Linked DNA regions of Gossypium hirsutum: region 1 is linked to region 2. A link is a contact called in public Hi-C data. All regions are on one chromosome and are shown on one strand. The core of a region is the stretch at or near the end of the contact, and the rest is flanking DNA. Distances in the headings are between cores, read along the strand shown. Region 1 holds the start of LOC107910689 (DUF724 domain-containing protein 2). Region 2 holds the start of LOC107910839 (nodal modulator 1).

Region 1 (6,281 bases), core at 2,446-4,945, 150 kb after region 2:
AACACCCAAAAAGTTAACCACTTAATTAGACTTTATATACTGGCCAAAAAGAAAAGGCATTATATGTAAAACAATAACATTAGATATACTCTTTTACCTATGATCATGACAAGGAAATATAGATCAGTTATCAAGTACTTCCAACAGTTAATAACAAACTTGTTCCCATTTAAGAATTTGAGGCATTTTGAATTTAAAAGTTTATATTAGTAGTTTCTATGAGCCAAAGACTAAAATGAATTTTTTGCTTACCATATTTTCATTTCTGACTGAATCATTTAAATTGTTCTTTTGATCCCCCATTAGCTTCCCAGGTTCCTCACTAGGGATCTGACAGGAATTTTCAGCCTGTAAAGTCTTTGAGAACTTTGCTGCTAATCCTAAGATGATGGGCATTTCAACTTCTTTTGTTTTAATATCCCCTTCATTAATTTCTCCAGCAACCCTTGTAGTTCCTTCCTTGCCTGAAAATATATAATACGTACACATTATCTTTAAACAATTTATCAAACTGGCAAACATGTATTGAAGACTAAATTTACCTGCTGTCAAAACCTGTGGGCTGTTACTTGGTGACTTTCTAACTTTTACATTCCTCTTCGCAAGGTTGTCTACTTTACCGTCAGCTGAACCAACTTTCTGCCTCTTAGTCGTCTGCATTAGTAAGGGGAAATGTAGATCAAGTGAAGGTAGTAGCGACAGTGCTGAATAGGAATATTGGCTGATGGAGCCAACAAATCCAAAGTGACAATAATCAATGATCATTACCCAGTTAGAACGGTGATGTTGACAGAAAAGGCGGTCATTTGAAGCAGTTTGCTGCAAAGCAAGTGGGCACATTGAATATCCCAGTTGGAAAACAAGGTAGCTCAACCCTTGAAACAACCCATTGAGCAGTGACAACTATGTCAAGCAGGCCAATTTTTTTATGACTCACGTAGACAAGACCTGTTTTTAGTTATTATGATTCTAAAGCAGCAAGCTAGTTTTCACTTCTTTGTGCAAAGGTTATGCTTGAAGGCACACATGATTTTCTAGCATATTTTAGAACAAGACATACTCTTAACATGGTGAAGTTTTAGAAGCTGAGTGCTTCAAGGAAAGGCAACTCAGGCATGCAACGCAGACACCAAAGAGTGGTAAAGTACACAGTACTTTAAAGTGATATTTATACATTTCTCGTCATCAAATAGGAATGTATTAACATGTGAAAAAGAAAACAAAGAACGAAATGAAAATGATCTGATGTTGCTAGTATGAACAATGGAACTCCAAAACAATAAATCTAACTCACAGTTGTTGCTTCTGTTAATGGGCTCTCACTCTTAGCACGAGGCTGATCAGCAATCACAGTTTTCTTTGGGAATTTAGTAGCTTTACCACCAGTCCTCGGATTCCCTTCTTTACACAATGTTTCACTAGGCATATCTTTTAACTGATCGCCAGTGACTGATATCGGTGTTACCACTGCATTTCCTTCAGTTTGCTTTTTTGAAGACAGTGAATTAGAAGTGTTGCCATTTGATGTTTCCAGTTTGACCTTCTTCCTGCCTGAGTGCAAAGTACTGTTTTCATCAGTGGGAGTTGGCTGCTCTGTAGCATTCCTTTTCATCTTTTTCAAAGGAATCTTATCTTCAGTGTTTTCTTTTGTGGACAAGGAACTTTCAAGTTCTCCAGCCACCTTGGTGTTCCGGGTACCACAGAGAGCATCCCCTATCAGCTCTTGGTCATCAGAAGCAATTATGACTTCCTGAAACAAAAGCTCACCGCTTAAGTACTCTTTTACCTAAAAACGAATGATATTTACACTTGCATGCTACTAAATTTCTGAAATAATCACAACAAAAAAATGCAAACCACTAAAGGAATTGTAGACAATGCCAGAAGTAGTACAAACATTTAAGGCATTCAACACACAAATTAGTTACATGTAGAATCTGACCAGATTCTAAAAAACAGTGAATCGTACACAAAAACTAGTTCAACATCTGTCTAGAAAAAGTTGAAATATGTGTAGAAGGGAAGATAAGACATAAAAACAAAGCATTTTTAAAACTGGAATACAGAAGGCCATCACTGTTATGAACAGAAATCAACTTAGATAAAGCCAAAAATCATTATTTCAGATATTTATTTCCTTCTCCTTTTAAGATAATTAAATGGTATGCTAGACCCATGTTCAGTACCACAAACACAACATTAACAGCTCATTAAATTTTAAAATGGGAAAATAATGGGGTAACAAAAGAAATTTATATCCCAAAAAGAAGAAGTAGGAGAGATACCTTGGATTTACTAATCCAGTTTCCATCCGTCCATTCAACGTTAGGCCTTATATCAGAGTGAGAGAGTTCCTTGTCCTCATTTCCATGCTTAAAGAAGACATTGTACCTTCTTCCAGTAAGAACTTTGGTAATTACTCCAGTGCGCCAACCAAAATTATATGTTGTATCCACTCTTTCCAGCAATTCATAATTCCTATCTGCATATCGAGGAGGAGTGGGTCTGATATGGAGGGAATCTACAACAACTTTTGCAGTCCCAGCCTCATCATCATTCTTAGAGTTCTGATACTTCACCAGGAAAGTCTTATCCTCATTTTCTTTTACGACTATTGCAGGGAACCAAACATCACGTAGGCTTTCATCATCAACATTTACCTCCACTGCTGTCCCAGAGCTAAAAACGGAGCCTGTTGATTGCTTTAAAAAAAAAAAAATCACTCACACGATACCATACCAAAAGTCAATCAGGTTTCCACAGATGAAAGTTTCGTAAATATCAAACTAAATTTACATGACTCCCAGACCAAAATGCAATGAAAATTAGCAGAACTTGAACAAAGAAAGCACTGAAGGTGAAACATATCGATCGAGTTCATTATTTACACCAATTAATTAAGCACTAGAAAGGCTCTAATTTTAGAAGCAATCATGAAAGCACGACTTAAATAGCAAATTTTCAGTGTAAAAAGCTACATGCAGTGAGATTCGCAAGTTCAATACCGGGAAAAAACTTATTCCTAAAAAAGTTCGGCTCTCAACTCCAAAATAAACCCCCCCCCCCAAATTTCCAGATAAAAAAACTGAAAAATTAAAAAGAATGAACACTTCACCCATACCTGCTTTTCAGGGCGAACCCAGTTGCCATCGATCCAATCCCAATGAACCCTTAAATCTTTCCTATCAAACTCAATGACATCAGGAGGATTATCAAAGTAAACCCTATATTTCGACTTCGCCAAAACCTTCCTCACAACGCCAGTCCACCAACCATCTCTGTACCTCGCATCAACGACGTCGTTCACTTCGAACCCGGACTGAGCATTTCCCTTCTCATTAGGCGGCAAAGGGCGAATATAACCGGGGTCGACATGCTCAGTCAAAGGGGACTTACCATCGTCAGCGAGTAAAGTCTTGTAGCGAACAAATGCCTTCTTTCGTTTCTTGGAAGCGGATTTGGGAGGCATTTCGAGGATAGTGGCCAAGTACCAAGCCCCTCGAAAGCCTTCCTCGTCACTGCTGACCTCGACTGGGGCTCCCTTGCTTAAAGGCTGTTGTTGTTGAAGTGGGTCATTTTCAGCAGGAGAATTCACCATGCTTGGTGAAACTGAGAGAGTTAGGGTATGTGGTGTGGAATCTTTCTAGCAGAAAATTCTAAGAGTTTTTTTTCTTTTTTTCTTTTTTTATCTATTTTTATTTGGACTCTGCACTTCGCATTTCAGTCAATCGGCTAAAGCTAAATGCTATTGGCCTCTTTTTCTTTTTCTTTTTCTTTTTCTTTCTTGAAGTTCTCTATCAGTATAAAAAATTAAAGAATTGAATTTTACAATTATATGCTGCAACTCCAACCAAGACAAATGCCTTGTTTCCAAATTTTCCTTGTTCATTTATAGTTAGTAATGTTTATTATTTATATGATATTGTATTTATTCACAAAACATAGTAAATAATTTGTTTTCTTTTGTTTTGCTTATGACGATTATGTCACAACTGGACTAACACATTCAGACTTCTATATTTCAATCACCACATGTTCGGTTGAAAAAACACATGAATCATATAAATAAATAAATAAACACTTAAAAGGACTTGTTTTAATTGCATGTAATTTTTTTGAAAAGAAATTAAAAATTAATTACCACGACAGAATATCTAGGTAGCTCCTGGATAGAAATATGAACATTTACAAAATAAAATACCCAACTCTCTCAGCTAAGCAAAATGGGTGAAAAATACGTGTTGGTGTTTTTGGATCCTGATGCTTTATGCATATTCATTCAAAAAGATGTTGTCTTTTTCCTACTTGACTACACAAACTTACAAAGCCAGGTCAAAGGGTTAGAAAAAAAAAAGCGAGAGAGAGAGAGAGAGAGAGAACTTGGTAGTCAAAACTATGGAACTTGTTCATCTGCTTCCAATGACCAATGGTAGAGTAACAATGGGGTTGGCAATGACCCTGAAATCTTGCAATGAATCAAAAACAGGCTGATGAGAATTTGGGCAAATAAGAAAAAAGCAATATCATCATTTTGTTTATACGGGGTGATGTCAATTTGCTAGCTCACCCTTTTTTATAGATCAGAAGCTTTCATCTTTCTTGGTCTTTTATGAGCTCCCGCTGGTGACGATGGAGTCTCAGATGTTCTCCCAGGTCCCTACAATACATATACAGATCATAAGACCTGATAAGTTCCAAAACTTTAAGAGACAAAAGGACATATTAAGGCAAGAAAATAATATAGATACCTTTCGTTTTTGCTCCCTTTTGACAACCCTATCACCTGGAATTACTATCAGATATGAAAATGATCAAAACCATTAAACTCGCCCGTCTCAGATAAAAATATTAAAGGAAAATGAGATATATATTACCTCCAAAACTAATGGTGTCGGGGACAAATGTGCGGTCCTGATCAGCAGCACGTTGTGATCGCTGCTCAATTGACAGAACCCCACAAAGTTTCAATGATTTGAACCATTGACATAATCACACATCTGTAAAACTATGAGATTAAAATGATTCAGAGACTTAGATTTTTCAACCTTTGCAGTGCCTGGCATATCACCATAGGAACCATCACGGAAAGATGAACCTTCTGCCTCCTTGTATTGCAACTGTTAAAAAGACACAAAACTTCTTTTAATGCCTTGGCTAAACTTCTGAACACAATTAATCAAGCATAATTCATAATTTAGATCTAACTCTAAAGATGTGCTTGGTTAGGTGGAAAAGACGAGGGACTAGAAAAATGGAAAGAAAATAAATTTTAAGTGTGCTTGGTAGGGAAGAAAAGTGAGGAAAAAAATAGAAAAGATGACCATTTTTCATCCTAATGCATAAAAATCAATACTTCCAAATTGGAAAGATGAGAGGAGAGAAAATGAGATGTGTATTTTAGTTCAAAATTATGCATTTTTTCCTTTCATTTTTCAACTTTACCAAGCAATGAATAGAAAGAAATTTCATATTTTCCATCTTTCTATTTTTCTACCACTTCAATTTTCCATCTTTTTCATTTTCTTTCCACTCTACCAAGCAAAGTCTAAATCCGGAACCCCACAGTTTCAACACCTTGGCCTAATTGGTACAAGCACAATAAATGATATAATTTTTCAGATCCCTATCAGAAAAGAAAATATAATATCTTGGACTCGACGAAAATGAGAAATACCATGACTAAGTTCATTCTCTTTTTTTTTTTCATAAATAATAAATTCAGTAAAAGGAATTGGAGATGAGAACTATTTTAACGAAGTTGTACAATAATTTTGCAGGAATTGTTTAACTACAGATCTTAACATGAATGGTAGGACTTGATATAAAGGAGGAGTGTTAAGTAACACTCAAGTTTCAAAATGATGAATAAAAGATAGATGTTACAACATCAAGGTGTTTGGTTGTTGAAAATTGTGATACATATTACTCTTCTTATCATGTATTTGCTGAGTTAAAACATAAGTATTCTTTGTTAATGTACCATCTTACCCTTAACATCTTTATTTTTTTATATAATTTAAAATAAAATATAATAAAACTATTTAAAAAAATATTTATATTAAAATATAATAAAATACTAAAATAAAAAAATATTATAATATTTAATTTTATATTAATATTAAGATAATAAAATAAAAGTATTGTTGTTTGAAAACAATATACTAATATTATTACTTTTTTTAAAATAATAAAAATATATATTTATATATAAACATATAAATAAAAATATATTAAATTATATAATTTTATATTAATATTAATATATTAATATAAATATTAAA
Region 2 (6,885 bases), core at 3,865-6,364:
ATGACGGGGCAACGTGTTATGCAATTTTTTTAGTTTTCTTCTTTCAATCAAATTCTGATTATTTGTCCCAATCGAACTCTGATTAGTGTAAGTTATTTTAATATTATTTGACCTACGAATTTAGCCTATAAATAAACTCTTTTCCACCTTAGAAAAATAACCCATAACACAGTTAGTATTAGCTTTTACAAGCTTTCAGGGAATTTTATGTTTACATTTTAAGGGTTTTTATTTTTGGGTTTTGAGGTTTAGTTTTATCTCTATCTTTTATACTTTTTGTTTTTTCCGTTATAGTGAAATTATCTTTACTCGTGGTTTTTTATCCTCTTCGGGGGGTTTTCACGTAAAATATTTACGTTTGATCTTTTCAATTTCTTTGTTATTTTACTTGTTCGTTGCTTAATCGAGTTTATCCTCAACATCATGTTATTATATTAGTAAGCAAATGTGTCATTAGTGTTTAAATTGATGACTAGGCTAATGAAATGTTTAATGTTATACTTTGGTGAGTCAATTAGAACATTTTGAAATTTAGAGACCAATTTAAAATTTGGACAATAGTTTAGAGGTGTTTGATGGTAAGGGTGAGCATTCGATCGAATCGAATTGAATCGAATCGAATCGAAAATTTTTGAGTTAATCGAGTTTTCGGATCTCATTTTATCATCTTAACTTTATTTGAAGTTTTCTCGAATCGAGTCGAGTGAGATGGAATTCGAATCGAATCGAATATATTTGTTCGAGTTAAATTTTAAAAAATAATTTTGGGTCCTTGTAACCATTGTCACCCATCGTAATAAAATTTGTCCACCTTAATCAAATTTTTTATTAACTTTCATCACCTCATAATTTATTTATTAATTTTTTATCTACTGGTTAGCTTTTTTGCTTGCTTAGTTGTTTCAATTATCTTCAGATTCTTGTCACTATGTATTTTGGAATTAAAAAATATATTAAATGTAAAAATATGATTTTTTAATAAAATTTATTTTAAAAATAAAATGTGAAATTGATACCAATATAAAATTTTAACACGAATATTTTATGGCATAATTAATAATTCAATTTTAATATAAATATTCAATATGACTAAACAATTCAATAATATAAATAATATAAAATGTGAAATTTAATTTAATAATATAAATAGTAGATATAAATAAAATTATTACTATTTATGTTTAGTGATTTTTTATTTGGATAATTTTGATTTTTTATTTGAGAGTAAAGGGTGAGAAGTAAAAGTTTAGAGGAAAAATAAAAAGTTTTGGGGAATAAAAGTTTGAGGGAAAGTAAATAGGGGGAGTAAAATTTTGGAGGGAAAATATTAAAAAAAATTGAAGGGAGGAAGGTTTGGGATAGATCGGAGGTGGGATGGGAAGGGAAGGGAATAATAATTTTAGGAGAAAAGTGGGAGGGGGTAAAAATTTTGGGGGAAAATAAAAGGTTTTAAGGGTTTTGGGGAGTAAAATTTTGAGAAAAAGTAAATGGGAGAGTAAAATTTTTGTGGGAAATAGATTTTGAGTAGATTGGGGGGTTGAGAAGGGAGGGGAGTAAAAATTTTGGGGGGAAAGTGGGAAGGAGTAAAAATTTTGAGGGAAAAGTAAAAAGGTTTGGGAGTTTGGGGTAAAAATATAAAATATTATAGTTTGATATTTGAATTATTCGAATTATTCGAGTTATTCGAATTCAAAAACTCAACTCGATTCGAACTCGAAATTCGAAAAAAAATTCGAATTGATTCTAATAACTCGATTAACTCGAATAACTCGATTCGTTTAACTCGAAATTCAAATTTTTTTCGATTTTTTCAAGTCGAATCGAGTTTTGCTCACCCCTATTTGATGGAAATGAACCCTTTTGAAAAGATGGTTGCGGTTGAAAACGCTGCGTTTTGATATGGCAGAGGCAAAGGAGTGCAACGTTGTCTTTTAGCGTAATTCTGGAATTTTGGATGGTATATATTTTGTTCATTAATTTTGTGTAGTATTTTAGGAAAGCTTAAACCCCAAACAAAACCCTGGTGGCTGATAGCCTTCAAAATTCGAACTCAAACGAGAGAGAGAAATGAAGTTCAGGAGTCTGATTCCGCCGGGGTCGTGGCTGGTGAGGAATCTTTGCACCGAGACCGCCGAGAATGCGACTGCTCCAGCGGTGAGGGCGGCGGCGGCGCGAAACAGAAACATTCTGTATTCGAGGCTGTCGGCTTTAGGAGCGACGGGAGGGACGGTGGCGGAGGCGTTAAACGGTTACATAATGGAAGGGAAAAAGATTAGGAAAGATGAGCTGAGCCGCTGTGTCAAAGAGATGCGCAAGTACCGTCGTTACCAGCACTCCCTTGATGTACTTCCCATTTTCCCCCTTTCTGAAACCTAATAAGCATTTCCTTTAATTTTCGTTTGCATATGAAGATGAAGAAAAAAAACCTAGTTATTTAATTCGAATTTATCTAGTATTTGATTTGTTTATTATGGTTTATTATAATGTAGATTATGGATTGGATGGAGAAGAGGAATATGCATTTCTCTTATGTTGATCATGCTGTACGTTTGGATCTTATTGCAAAAACCAAAGGACTTGGGGCTGCTGAGGATTACTTAAGCGCCCTTCCTCCAAATGCCAAGAACAAATTTACTTATGGCTCTCTTTTGAATTGCTATTGCAATAATCTTATGGAGGACAAGGCATTGGCCCTTTTTAAGAAAATGGATGAATTGAAGTTCATTGATAATTGTTTACCTTTCAACAACCTCATGTGCTTGTATATGAGATTGGGGCGACCTCAGAAGGTGCCCCAACTTGTCGATGAAATGAAGCGCTGTGACATTCCCCGGGGTAGCTTCACTTACATTCTTTGGATGCAGAGCTATGCAGAGTTGAATGACATTGAGGGAGCGGAGAGTGTTTTGGAGGAGTTGTCGAATGATAGTGAAGATAAGTGTACTTGGAGAACATATAGTAATCTGGCTGCAATGTATGTCAAGGCTGGTCAGTTTGAGAAAGCTGAGGCATGTCTTGAGAACTTAGAGAAAGATAATATGCCTCGTCAGCGCGAGGCTTACCATTATCTGATTAGCTTGTATGCCGGTACTTCGAATTGAGATGAGGTTTATCGGCTATGGGAAGATCTGAAACAGCGTTATCCTACTGTTAACAATGCAAGTTATCTTATTATGGTTCAGGCACTTGCTAATCTAAAGGATTTCAAGGGTTTGAAGAAATGTTTTGAGGAGTGGGACACTAGTTGCTCTTCGTATGATAGGAGGTTGGTAACTAGTACCATCCGTGGTTTTCTATCGGGTGACATGCTTGAGGAAGCGGAAGTCGTTCTGGATAATGCTATGAAGAGAAGTAAAGGTCCTTATACTAAGGCTCGAGAGTATTTCATGGTTTACTTCTTAAGGAAATGTCGCTTTGACATGGCTTTGAAGCATATGGAAGCAGCGGTTTCTGAGGTCAAGGACTGGAGCCCTGTGAATCCCGAAACCATGACTGCTTTTTTTGATTATTTCATGAATGAGGGTGATGTCAAGGCCGCCGAGGAGTTCTGCAAGCATCTAAAGAATAACAATTGTCTTGATTCCGAGGTGTACCATCAGTTGCTAAGACTTTATGTTGCTGCTGGTAAGGTGGCTCCCGACATGCGCCGAAGGTTGGAGGATGATGCGATTGAAATCAGCAAAGAGCTCGAGGATTTGCTTGTAAAGGTTTGCCCAGAGTAATGTTGTAATCTGAAGCTGTTAACAACCTATATTCATTTAGGATAATCTTGAGTCTATTCCATGATCTCTGGTGGTAAGTTTCGGTCTGGTATTTTTTGCGAACTGGGATATTCCAGTTGGTTCAATGACTTTCCAAAGTACCTCATTTATAGAGATGTAGAAGATGCTATGAAAATGAACATTAGGAAAAAGGGTCATCAATGATGTAGCGAATTTAGATCATTCTTAAAAATTACAAGGTCATGTCAGTGATATGTAAGTTGCATCTCATCCATCCACTTTTATATTATGTACTAAATACTATGTTCTTTCTTTAGCCGATCAAACAGATTAATTCTGAGGGCCTTGAGTAATACATTTAAAAATTAAATCCTCGTGTGTAATGTTGCTCAAGTTTGGTTTGATTTGAAATATGAGTTTAAAATTTTATTCAAATCCATTCATATATTTGTAAATGTTTAATTTAAGCCTGTTTTAGGTGTTCCCCTTATTATTTTAGATGTAAATTTTTTTAATTTCATATTTAATATTTTAAATGGTTATTCTTTTTATTAAAATTTTAAAATTGAACAATTTAACCTATTTTTAAATATTCACATAGTATTGTATTATTATATATAAATTATATAATATATAAAAAATAAAAATAGTTTACAAAAATATAAAATGAATTGAGCTCCAACTTTTAATGTTTAAGCTTAAATCTTACTTATATATTAAACAATTTTTAAATTTTTTTATCCAAGCTTAATTTTCGAATCTCGTATGTTTTTTCTGAACTCAGACTACGAAAAAAATCTAACATCGTGTAATTATAAGAAATTTTAATTTCATAAATCTAACTAGCAAAGTGAAATTAGGTACTTGCAAGAATAACACTGTTAATTCTTGAATCTAACTAGCAAAGTGAAATTATATAGCAGCAAGAATAACACTGCCTAAGCTAAGTACTAGCATTTTCTTATGGTGAAATTTCCTAGCAGGTCCCTCCTTTATAGAGACTGGATCAAATTGATCTTTTACTATTAAATTAATCAATTTAGTTCATGTACTATTATAAAAATCAAATGTCAAATATTAACAAAGTTAATATTTATTTTTTAATTATTAAAAATATCATTTACTATTTAAAAGAGTTAATATCTTTAAAACTTTTATAATTCTATAAATGAAATATTTTATTTGGAGTTGAATTAAAATTGAAAAATTAATTTTCATGTTATTTTTTAAACATTAAATAATAATTCTATTACAGTTTAGTCTTATTTAAACAGTAAATAAGGTTAAATATCCGGTATTTATAATAGAGGGATCTGATAGGTAGTTTCACCATTTTCTTATTAAGTTTAAAGGGCTTTAAGGTTGGGTTTGAGCGGACTCCATACCCGATTCACAAACAGATCTGATCTGAGGCCTATGTCCAGATCCTCTGTGTCGAAGCGTGATTTATATAGGTCCTTGTTCCAAACAAATATCAGATCCTTTCCCAGTCGTTCCCTTAACTTTCAGAGCTTACTTTAGTCGCCGTCGGGCTCTAAAGCAACGGCAGCTAAATTTAGTAATCGAAGATGAAGATCAGAGATGCTTCACTTTGCTTACTGATCTTAGTTTACACTGTTTCAGCTGCTTCTGCAAATTCCGTCCACGGCTGTGGCGGATTCGTTGAGGTAAAAACTTCTTTAACACTTCCTTTTCATTTTTCTGTTCATTTCTTTGATGCGGAAATGATAAGGAGGTTTCGAGAAATGATATTTTTCGAATCTTTATTCTCTTGTTTCTTGGAAATCAAGACGACTGTTAGTAGGGAAGGATTTTTGTCGTGTGCGTGTGTTTCTCGATCTGAATTCTTTGATTTCAGCTACGATGCGATGCTCATTTTTGACCGTCTATTAGAAATTCTTATTGTTATTGCCGTCGTTTAAACTGAACATGAATGGATCATTTTGTAGGCGAGCTCGTCTGTGATTAAATCGAGGAAGGAAACTGATATGAAGTTGGATTATTCTCACATCACCGTACGGACTTAGCGATTTTGTTCATTTTGTCTTTTGGATCCTGTTCCTTTTAAAAAAAAAATCTGATTTCCGGAGTCTGTCAATGCTTATTTGTAGGTTGAGCTTCGCACTGTAGATGGGCTAGTGAAGGAAAGAACTCAGTGTGCTCCAAATGGATACTACTTCATTCCAGTATATGATAAGGTTAGTTTGCTAATACTCACTTAGATTCTGGGCGTTGACTATGTCTATGTGAATTCACATTTGAGATTTTGGGGGCTGTGTTTTGCTTAACTACTTCAACCTAATGCCCGCATAAGAATATTTATGTAGTTATGCTATCCAAATCTTTTAATCAACTGGTTTGCAACCCATTTTTATAGTATTTTCCCAATTCTATTTGCATGTTCAAAACCATACTGTATGTGGTGCCTACGCATGCTTACTCAAACAATGTATATGAGAATGTAGTTCCCTGTTGGACTAATTGGTATAGTTTCTGTTTACAGGGTTCTTTTGTTATTAAAATCAGTGGACCAGAAGGATGGTCTTGGGACCCTGACAAGGTTTGGTTCATTGTTATTACGATAGATTTTCATACAGGCTACGCTTCCTTTATTTTCTTGATATATCGGTGTTCCTACGCTTAAAGCTAAAAGTTATTCTGTAGGTTCCTGTTGTTATTGATGAAAATGGTTGCAACAATAATGAAGATATCAATTTCCGGTTTACAGGGTTTGTTTAATAGCTTGCATTCTTTAGCTGTTTATTTTTATTTTAGCTAGATTATGTGCAATCTGTGTTCCACTCTTTTATCATGCGCTGAATGTCAGTGCCAATAACCGTATGTATATTTATTTGTTGCAGATTTACCCTATCTGGTAGGGTTGTGGGAGCTGTTGGTGGGCAGAGCTGCTCACTTAAGAACGGTGGTCCTGCAAATGTGAATGTGAACCTTTTATCTCCTAATGATGATCTCATATCTTCAGAATTAACAATGCCAGATGGAAGTTACTTGTTCAAAAATATTATTCCAGGTATAGATGCTGCCATGTTACTTTCTTGCAAGTAGTGTTGTTATGTTCATCTGTTGCTTAATTCATTGTTAATTAATTTTCCTCTTTTTTTTTTTTTTTTTTTTTCTGTTAGTTCATTTTTATTTAGTTTGT

Evidence for each region. Hi-C and Micro-C count contacts between places; a contact is called where the count stands out from the background.
Region 1: a Hi-C map of leaf shows a contact between it and region 2, with 4 times the contacts expected there. The contact joins the promoter of LOC107910689 here to the promoter of LOC107910839 in region 2. A contact is called at or near these places in 12 of 34 Hi-C or Micro-C datasets (callus, cotyledon, leaf and 2 more).

What each region holds. Positions count from the first base shown.
Region 1 is chrD08:47,057,302-47,063,582 of Gossypium_hirsutum_v2.1, forward strand. It overlaps LOC107910689 (DUF724 domain-containing protein 2), which reads right to left and starts at 3,696. Exons shown (of 8, transcript XM_041098218.1): 1 at 3,122-3,696; 2 at 2,286-2,702; 3 at 1,295-1,750; 4 at 543-654; 5 at 253-464. The coding sequence starts at 3,598. It overlaps LOC107910678 (SWR1-complex protein 4), which reads right to left. Exons shown (of 17, transcript XM_016838628.2): 13 at 5,046-5,117; 14 at 4,875-4,935; 15 at 4,749-4,792; 16 at 4,568-4,657; 17 at 4,075-4,458. The coding sequence ends at 4,574.
Region 2 is chrD08:46,903,295-46,910,179 of Gossypium_hirsutum_v2.1, forward strand. LOC107910839 (nodal modulator 1) reads left to right here and starts at 5,115. Exons shown (of 27, transcript XM_016838773.2): 1 at 5,115-5,389; 2 at 5,672-5,737; 3 at 5,834-5,920; 4 at 6,226-6,282; 5 at 6,387-6,451; 6 at 6,584-6,753. The coding sequence starts at 5,291. It also overlaps the pseudogene LOC107910851.